Regions from separate parts of the Rattus norvegicus genome. Here region 1 is linked to region 2. Evidence: chromatin contacts called from public Hi-C data. All regions are on one chromosome and are shown on one strand. Each heading gives the region's core, a stretch centred on a gene start, on an enhancer-like site or on the middle of the called end of the contact. The rest is flanking DNA. Distances are from core to core; before and after follow the strand shown. Region 1 overlaps Pcdh9 (protocadherin 9). Region 2 overlaps Pcdh9 (protocadherin 9).

Region 1 (5,204 bases), core at 1,092-3,591, 250 kb after region 2:
ACATTTTCATATAGTAGATCACCCAGTCATTTCTGCTACGACAAATATCAAATTATTTCTATGGTCTCCAATTTCTTAGCTGCAAAATGAATTAAATAGGTCAAATCATCTCAAAGGCACATTTGAAGCTTCAGCATGCAAGAGTCCTCTGAGTTCTATTAGACACTAAATTTGTCTTTCTAAAATTAATATAGTAACCAGACACTGCATTAATCACTATCCAGTTATTATTTCGCTTCCTTTTATAGAGCACTTGTTAGATTCTTGTGCATTTTCTACCTCACTAATGAGTGCGTTAATGATACTCGCACGGTACCATTGCTGGATGTTTTCATATCTTTCTCCAATGCAGAAGGGCATTCTATTTTGAGGAAATCAGTCAATCGATATTCAATTTAAATATCGTGATGGTCAGTACTGACCACCAACCTGTTAGAATCTAGACTGGCCGTGGATAAATACCTTTGAGTGTGGTTTTAAATTAAGGAAATCCCAAAGATTGGGATCGCACACGGAATAAAGAAGAGATGGCATGCTGGACTCAAGCATTCACTTATCTCTGCCTCCTGACACAAGATATAATCTGACCAGTCGCTTCATGGCCCTGCTGCTGTGCCTTTCATTTCGTGATGAACACTGCCCTCCGACTATGAACCAATGTAAACTTTTGCTTTCTGCTGTAACTTGATCTTGTCCATATTTTGTCACATCAATGAGAAGAAGAAAAAAAAAGAAAAAAGAAATAAACCACTAACAATGTGGAGACCCAAAGAGAGGATTCCTCATCCTGGGTTATGTCTTTCACTCTTTCCATGGTTAATGAATGAGACCCTTGGTATATAATTTAATGGACACACCTAGTATACATAAGAAAAAAACAAAGCATGATGGCTAAGTCAAATATGGTGGGAAAATGTAAACAGTGCATGATAATGGTTGTGTCTTCTTACACAGTTCTTATAGACAGAATATAAATGAAAAGTATAATGCAAGTATTAAGTTCAATTACAGAACTCTCTCAGGAGATCTCTCGGATCGTCTACTTGGTTCACCTCTGCCCTCATGTAGGGATAAAGAAATGTAAGTGAGTCATATTGACACTCTGAGGAACTCACTACAGCTCCCCTAACGATTATACTGCAAATAGAGATGTTTCAGTATGTGGACTACCTGCATTGACATTTAATACTAAAACCAGGTCTGCGCTTTCTACCATACTGGCTGTTTACCTAGGGTGGGCCTATGTCAGCTGCAGAGGATGCACAGTTCTGCCAGTAACAGATGGTGTTGCCAGAAAAGTTTAAACCCTGAGGATCATTGCTCCTAGTACTACCCAGAAGTCAATGACCCTTACCTCAAGCAAAATTTAATTGTCTAAAATAGAGATTTCAGGTATCAAAATGCTTTTGTCAATTTTCACCGTATTTTAAAAAAATCAATGAAATTAACATATTTTGCTGTCACTGCATTTGCAACAGGTCTTACTGCTAAGACTGACTGAAAGGAGGGGCTTCAAATCATGCTAACACACCATCATACTTATTTTAATTTTGAGGCAAAAATATAGGCAATTTTCACATAAACCCTATTACCTTTTATGCAGGAAATTTGAATATGGTGAGACAAAACATTCTTATCCTAGACACAACAAAACAAAATATTATTCCTTATCTTTAGGAAAAACATGAATGAGGACAGGCAAATGCTGACAGTAGTGAATGAAATATTAGCTCAAAATACAGGGTCTGTATGGTATTTCAAAAAAGGAAGGACATGATACGAAGTTTATGAAACACTTCATGTATACTGTCAAGATATTTACCTGTGTGTGCATGTGTATGTGTATGTGTGTGTGTGTGTGTGTGTGTTTGTATATGTATGTTTGTATACATATCATGTTTATGGTAAAGAGATCTATAGAAAAATATATATCATTTAAAATCAACCAAAACACTTAGAAGCTAAAAGTACACACTAAATAATACAAATGAATGTCTTCCATCTAGTGATTAATAAGACATAGAGCAAAGAGAAATTGCTGGGACGGGTTCACTCTCAGCTGATAAAGAGGAAAGGCCATTGTGACTCAGGACTTCCAATGTGAAAATCGGTTCAATGACATGAATATATGACTCAGGAGGGCATCAACTCGCATCTCAGAACTCACTCCATTTTGTCTCCATTTGTCACTTGCACCATCTACACAGCCTCCTGCCGAATCCTGTGTAGCTGAGCGTTTGAAAGGCCTCAGCATGCAGCTGTTATCACACAGAGGCCCAGATTGGTTGTATCCTTGGAATCCTAAAAAGCACTGGTTTCCTTTTTCTCAGAGAAGATCTACTACAGAACTACTGTCAGCAGAAGACATTTTCTTTCTTTGAAAGACACAGCTTCATCTCTTAAAGCCTCCTGCTTCCATTTCCTCCTTATTGATGTTTGTTTAATGAGGAAATGGGGGAAGAACTAAAAAAACCCACTCTCTGAATTGTAATTGCCAGTCTTTTGTTTCCCAAACTAATCATCTATGATGAAAAGGGCCAGCCACTTGGCCATGTACGGATTGTGAGCCACACATGATTAAATGCTTTACATGGCAGCATTAAAAAAAGGCGTATACGTAATTATTTTGAAATATGTATGGCTATGTCTACCAAATTATACGTAAGCAGGCGAACCTGCAACATCAAGTGTTAGAGAAGTGCCAGCCATCTGCTCCGCACCGTCAAGGAGGTAAATATGATAAGATCTATCCATACCTGGACCAAAGAGCCATGCGATTAAATATGCAATGTTTGGGAATGAAGCAGAAACGAATTCTAACAAATTTCTTGAGAAATGATTCGAGATACCTAGGGCTTTCTTCCTTTTTTTTTTTTCTACAGCCAGAGCAGATTCTAATCACAAACTTGAGAGTGTTTTCGCAGGGGTGGTGATAGCCCAAATCAGGGGCATCGGAGACACCTCCAAGAAAGTCCCAGCTCTCCTCCATTGTCTGTTCTTCAGAACCAGAAACATCAAAGAGCAAACTTGTCCATTCTAAGGCATGCCTGCGATTTTCATTCTTTTGAATACATCCAAATGTGTCTGCGTTGGAAAAAAAATAGGCAAACCTAATTCCCTAGGCTATAAATCACTCTAATGTGGAGGGAAACGTGTTAGCTGGTTGTATTACAAAGCCTTTACTTTATATTTAATAGGCACCTGCAATTCCAGCATTATACAAAGCTCTCTACATTGCAAATCTTTAAAACCCCACTTAATTTTCAACACTGATTTCCTGCAATCTAAGAGCTTATGAAGGGTTCACTGTGTTCATACAGATCTATGCAAAATGCATCAGGACTTCCTGGTCTGTGTTGGCATTCATTTGGAGGTGGATCCCAAACGTCTATCACTGGCATGCTTATTTCCGACTAAAATAAATATTCTCAGGATGAACGCTGAAGATTTGGAAGAAAAAAATGAGGCCAAGAAAGTAGCAGGAGGGCAGACATGCGCAAACAGTCACTCAGTAACAATTCTTCCTAGCATGGCAGTGGAAGCTTAAAGAGTCAAAGCTCCTGCCACCCATTACTTCCTCAGTATTCTAAAAGGGATTAGAGTATTTCTTAATCAACTGCTGAGAGATTGAAAAGGGCTTGGAACTGGAGAGTGCAAAGCTGCATGGTACTAAAACACAAAGATGGTTCGATAGCAAAAACTATGGAAGAAGAATATTAAATCAAAGATATTACACAAGCAAGAAAATTTGACAAAAACCATCATTCTTTCCTATAGGCAACATAAGTAAAAGCCTGCACACATTAGTAGACCTGGTGAAATTCTATGTGGGAATGATGTCTAGCAAGAACACCTCTTTCCTTGCATGTGCTGGAATAATTTGTATGGAGTGAATAAGAAGAAACAGTCAGATGTGTTTTGGGATCCTGCCTAGTTTACACCATCACTGCCCGATTAGCTTGTACCACGTCAGTCATTTACAAAGCAACACATGCTTGTGTAAGTACTCATGAAGATGATTACAGGTATTTCACAGGTCTTACTGGATATACAGGTAAAAATAGATTTCTAATGCATGCCCACAGGATTCTGGCTTCTTTTGAATTATATATTATAACCTTGAAAACTCTAGTAATGCTGTCTCTACTCTTATCTATAGGAGACACACTCATTATAGAACAAAAAAAAATAAGTGTGAAATTCTTAAAATTTAAGTATCAGACTTTTAAATCCACTTTCAGTTATAAACACTCTACTATTAAAAAAGTTGTTTAACTCACACAGGAGCTTCAAATTTTAATGAATCTTGGCTTATGGAAAAAAGGAATGTAAATCTAAAGTAAAAACGTCAATCACAGTAATATATCTTTCAAGTTCTATGTTTCTGAAGACTGACAGCCCAATAGGATTGTATCGAACAAAGGCAAAAAGGCATGTGTTCCTTTCCAAATGAAATGTTTGACAGTTTTAGCAGTTATCTGAACTAACAACTGATAAAAATTTAAACACTAGAGTGTATGTATCTCCTCATATACATGAGGAATCCTATTTCTACATCATATCTATAATTTACTTCTGTAGTGTTATATACTTCACATAGGAATTCAGAAAGAACATTACTTGAAAATGAATATTAAGAAATAAAAATGTCCACAATCTATCATTTTTAGCTACACAACAAGCTACTATGTAAGATACTTCATCAACAAACTAATACTCTTAAGATGGCAGCTTCTAACTTTACCCTACCTCATGGAAACACAACACTACATGCAGAAAGGCTTATGCCTTAAGGATTTTTAAGTACAAACATTGAACAGTCCAGAAAAGAAGTGTTTTCTTTGTTTTGTTCATAAAGACACAAACACTAAGCCTTTATCTATAGCAGAGCCAAACCAGGAAAATCAAATCAGGAAATGCAGAGCAGTGCTGTGCAAACACTTAGCCTTAGACAGGTGGAACAACACAAGATGAAGCTCTTGACACTTGGTGGAAATCCAGAATCCTCTATCCAAAGAACTTAGAAAATAAGTAAAGCAGGGAATAAAAGTCATTGCCAAAACCGAACTTATATGGAAATATGATCTCAAGAACCCACTCTCATACCTTACACTATAAAATAATGTTCCGGAAAGATAACACATTAAATTGCCAGTTGTAATATTTGGGCTGTAATTCATAGACCTGACGTGAGTTACAATGGA
Region 2 (5,245 bases), core at 1,827-4,326:
CTCCATATGCTTAGGAAGTCTTCCAGATTACACTTTTCAAACGATTGCAGCCTCCTCCATACACCCCAAAATGAAGCCTGCTCAAGCATTGCAACCGCGACCTTTTACAGCTTTCCCCCCCCTCTCCTATTTCGATTCAAATCTGTTTATTTTCCTTTGCAAGGATATCACACCTGAAATAAGAAACCTATTATTAGTTGAGTAAATATTTTATAAAGACTCGTTATGATCTTTAAGATAGTAATGATGGCAACATTATTATCTTAATAAGACGATATTTTTGGCTATTTTTAATGTTGATTAGGGTGGTTGAATTAATCATCTATGGAAAAATATCAAATTTTGTTCAAAATAAATTTTAGATATATCTATTCTGAAACCTTCAAAGCCATGTTATATAACGCAGGAATTATTAGAAAAGGCAGAAATTAAAGGCAAAATCAGACATTTCCCATTTAAGAAATGAATTATGTTTTCAAAATCCCTTTAAAAATGTTATCATTGACATTTCATACCAAAAATGAGGAAGAGCAGTGCGATATGCTGAAGTTGAAGAAATGCATTTCCTATATTTGTGTTGTAGTTTTTATTTCTTGATTTCTGTGCTAGGGATTTTATAAGAGAGAACCTCATCCTTATCTCAACATACACAAGCTTATAGGCTGTTGTGTGGGTTTCTGGGCTTGACTTTTCTCATTTTCATTTCAAATCAGTCATAATTATTATTACCACACCTGTACCACATACTATTTAGTTTGTGTGACGTATAAAATGGATAATATATATTCATATAAATATATAACATATATTTATGCCTTTTCTTGTTTATTTCATCATTTATGTTTGTTTTATTTTACTTTTATTTGTTCCTTTGGTTGGTTGGTTTTTGGCTTTTCATTCTTCAGAATTTTTTGGAGTCACAGGTCACATTTTTATAGCTTAGTTTAGCCTCATATTCTGGGCAATCCTCCTGTCTCAGTCTCTCCAGTGCTTAGATTACAAGGATAAATCCACTATATGCAGTTATAAAATGTTTTTGGTAACAAGTGCAAGTACTGATCTATGAAGATACTAGTGATGTTGAAGAAAAAGAGTATATAAAAACAATTTTAAAACTTGAGATTCAAGGCAAGTCAAAGAGCACCTACCAGTTCTTCTGTAGGCTCCTAACAACAGTGGCTACGGACATGACTGTTGAAACTAAAGGTTGTTTTGGAAACATAGAAAGTTATTTCAGACACATTAAAATGTATTTATTAGGAAAAGTTGATTGAAGACAGTATGATCCCAGACAAGTTGAGATTTGTAATAACTTTAAAATTCATGTTTCCTTGTTTTAGTTTTTGTCCATTTTGTCTTTGTTAAGTTTCTGAAACAAACTCTCTATATCTTTGAATATCCTGAAATTGTTATGCACCCCTGGCCTCAAATTCCTAGGGATCCTGCTGCCTCAATTTCCTTCATGAGGGGATTACAGAAGGGTATCCTCTGATGCCGGGCGGGTTTCTCTCTCTACAGGGTTAAGATGGTGTTTTCAACTTACTTCACATGATTTATGGACAATGGTGTCAGTGTATACTTAGATTATAGACTCATGGGGGCATCACAATGTTTGTGTCCATTCTGTAGGAAATGCCTAAAGTGTTCTGCAGAAAATAGCTGAAAAAATGAGACAAACTGTGAAGAAAATAAGGGAAGTTGGAAAAGTCTTCAGTGTTGTTAGGGACCTGCAATTAGGACACATGAACTGATTAAATGAACAGCCTGAAGCCAAATGAGAAAGTAAAGGTAGCCTTGGCTATGTTGATGCCCTATATGTATGGATAAATAAACACATCAATTGCCAACTTTAGTACTTAAATCAGATGCATATGAGAGAAAAGGGCCAGAGCAGAATGACCTATCTAGATGATTCCTGACTCGAAAACAGAGAAAAGAGGCTTACAATTCCAGACAATATATAGTTTCTAAAAGAGGAAAGATGCCAAGTTCTATTGGAGGAATAGCACAGAGCTGTAAAATGCAGTATGAAATAATTATTTATTTGAACTGCTACTAGCCAGTATTATTTGACCAAAATATTTAAACCAATATAAAGGCAAATAATATTCAAATGAGGCTCTTAGACGAGTTAGATTTAAAGGCTTACAGTTGGATACGGCTATGTCTATGGTTCTCGTGCCTGCAGAGCACTTCAATCATTGAACTGATCTATTTAGAGCAGTGCCGAGCTAATATGAAAGCTTTTTTTTAAATGTTGAGTCATAAGCACTTTTAACTCAAGCGACAAAAACTTAGAGAAGCCTCATATATAATACTAAATGTAGTATAAAAATAATGTAAACATAAACAAAATATTTCCTAATATTTCCTAACTTGTTCTACAAGTTAAAAAATCGAATCAATTGAAATATGTTATAAAGGACTTCATTTGGTCATTTTCTTTTAATATATTAAAACAGTTCATATAATTTTGCATTTCAAAGGAGCTATCAAACTTCATTGTATTAGAGACTGTATGAAGTTTTTAGACTTAAGCCATTTTATGGTCTCTGCTTATCACTTTGTGCCACAGATACCTACCATGCACTTAGTAACTATAGATAAAGGACTCTCCCTTCCTGTTCTATCAGTAAAGATCATTCAGCATCTGCTTCAACACTTACATTGGCAAGAGATTTGCCACCTCAGAAGGAAAGCATTCCTTTTTTAACAGTTCAGTTTAGAAAGAAGTTACTTCATTACAGAAATTCCAAATTTACCTGCTTATATAACTCACATTAATCTTACATTTTGTTAGATGAAATCTCTTTCTTTCTTTTTTTTTCATCCAGAAGAAGCCTTTGAAATACTGACATGTGTCTATATGTCTTAAATTCTCTATTTTCCTCGAACAGCATCATTTGCAAATAGTCTTTTGTCCTTCTCTAACTTTAGAGTGTTTCATAATGTGTACCATCCAAAACATGACATTATCTTGCAGCTGCTCTTAGCAGTGCAGAGAACTGTGGAAACTACTCTCCATAGTTTTGTAGTGCACACTTCTATTAAAGATGCCCAAGACTCCATTAGCTCTTCTTGGCATTCCCATCCCAGGATGACTCATTATCTACTTAAGAATCAACTAAGGTTACCCAACTCTTTAAGATGAGCTTTTGTCAGATCATGACTCCTTTGCCCTTAGCTAGTTTGAGTTGCTTTCTTAAATTTCTCTGAAATATTTTTACTTCAAGTCCATATATTAGGGCACGTTGTTTTTCCCAATTAAATTTTCTGAAACTCTGATTCTGCCAATCATCTAGTACATAGCTATCAATTGCCCTTTTTAGATTCATGTGGAATATTAACCTTGTTGCTTTGGAAAAAGAACAAGTATCAATGATGCCTTCATATTACCACTCTATCAGGTTATTATATGTAGCCGCAACACATGCATGACTGTTCCTAACTGCCTAAAACATCACATTTAGCATAGCACCTTTGATGCATAGGAATGAAGAAGATCTCACATATTTAATGCTAGGAAGAAGAGTAAAAGATGGAATTCCAACAGGGCATTGCTTACTCCCAAACTTATCTTTTAATAAGACACAATGACTCTCTTTAAGTAGAGCTAAAGTGGCTTAGTTTGACCCTTCAGGCGTATTTACCTATCCTAGAGACAGAAATATAAAAACTGCTTCCGAAAGACATACTGGCGATGTTAAACTCTCTGTGTAGCATTTCAGGACTCTGCCAGTTATTTTTAATTAAAAATAAAGTGAGTTGTAACAACCCTCATGATCATGAATACTTCTCAGTGATTCCATGCATCCACAGATGTTTGAGGCATATTTAATTTTCAAGCCCACATTTTTTTGAAACACTGTTAAGTCCATGAATCGTTAGTATTACACGTACCATTTAAAACTCCCTTCTAAAATACTTTTATTTGAGATTTTAGAGAAATCACATCTTTTCTCTATTCTCTTTCATCACTAAACCCTCGCATATGTGCCTACATGCTCTCTTCAAATGCACGACCTTGTTTCTTTAATGGTTGTTGCATATGTAATCCCTTTTATAATTCAGATAACCTCGAACAGTGAGTGTAAAGCATAGATAATTTTCATATCAATATATTGTCCTAATGTTACATTAGAAACATGTACCATAATAAATGTTTGTGCTACTGTAGGCTAGGAGATTACACAGAACAATCTGAACTGATAAATGAATATTCCCTCTTGGATTTTGGTAACGTGACTGAGAAAGTCCAGCATCCTTATCTTGTTCACAACTCTTCTTTCTTAGTCAACGCCATCCATGAAAATGAAATTTCTTCTCTTTTAAATTATTCTTAAATTCGAAAAAAAGGGCAAACTTACTTCTTGCAATTTTCATCCAATGTAAATACTTGCACACTGACTTAACTATTTTTTTTACTAATATTTTAGTTTCAATGGTATCCATCCAATCAACAGAAGAAAGAAAGAAGCTAAATTTATTCTATCAACTAAAAATTGTTCTCCATTGTGAATAACCCTGAAATGTACCATGTGTATAAATACTGCTGAGACAAAATTTGATACATTTATAAATGAAAAGTTACCAAAAAATGGTCCTTTGGAAAAATTATGAGTCTTAAAATCACATTAGTGATATCCACATGGGTATATATGTGTCCTACATAGATTTTATTATTGATGATATCCTCCAAGTTGCCCTTTCTGTAATTATTCATACATAAAAGAAATAGAAAACAGAGAAAGTAGACGTGTTTGGGGTATTCTCTCACAGAAAGCTGATTATCTCAGGTCTAGTGAATTTCTTCCAGCCTGATGCCTTTCAGATTGATTAGAATTTCAGAATTCTAGATTCATAACACTAGAGAAAGTGTGATGATTATGGCTCGCACATAATTTTCACTGCAGAAGAACCTAAAACATAATTTATTGAAATGTGCATTATTGTGTGAGCTTATGTACATTCTGAGACTAGCAAGCATTGAGTCATTTCTCTGGCAGCCCCTAAAGGTGAGAGGGGGGCTAGGGAGGTTTAAAAAAATACCGTCCACTTTCGCATGCACAGCTAGCTCTCTTGGCGGGAGCTCTCACCCTGGGTCACTTGTAGCTTTTGAGATGGATCCTCTCATTTCCAGAGGGCAACTGGAGTGTTCCTGGCAGTGAGGTTTGTGCTGCTCTCCCGTTACTATCATACATATTGATTACAAGCATCTGAGGTTGTCTTTTGAAGTAAAAGAGAA

Evidence for each region. Hi-C and Micro-C count contacts between places; a contact is called where the count stands out from the background.
Region 1: a Hi-C map of frontal cortex shows a contact between it and region 2, with 2.4 times the contacts expected there. The contact joins two enhancer-like sites. A contact is called at or near these places in 2 of 12 Hi-C or Micro-C datasets (the A7r5 cell line and frontal cortex).

What each region holds. Positions count from the first base shown.
Region 1 is chr15:76,630,555-76,635,758 of GRCr8, forward strand. The region is part of intron 1 of Pcdh9 (protocadherin 9); the gene reads right to left. Among named protein-coding and RNA genes, the nearest start is that of Pcdh9, 11 kb to the right of the region's middle. Within about 2 kb of position 2,342, at least 12 of the 93 cell types and tissues checked have an H3K27ac peak or open chromatin away from gene starts, as enhancers often do.
Region 2 is chr15:76,375,130-76,380,374 of GRCr8, forward strand. All of the region lies in intron 1 of Pcdh9 (protocadherin 9), which reads right to left. Among named protein-coding and RNA genes, the nearest start is that of Pcdh9, 270 kb to the right of the region's middle. Within about 2 kb of position 3,077, at least 3 of the 93 cell types and tissues checked have an H3K27ac peak or open chromatin away from gene starts, as enhancers often do.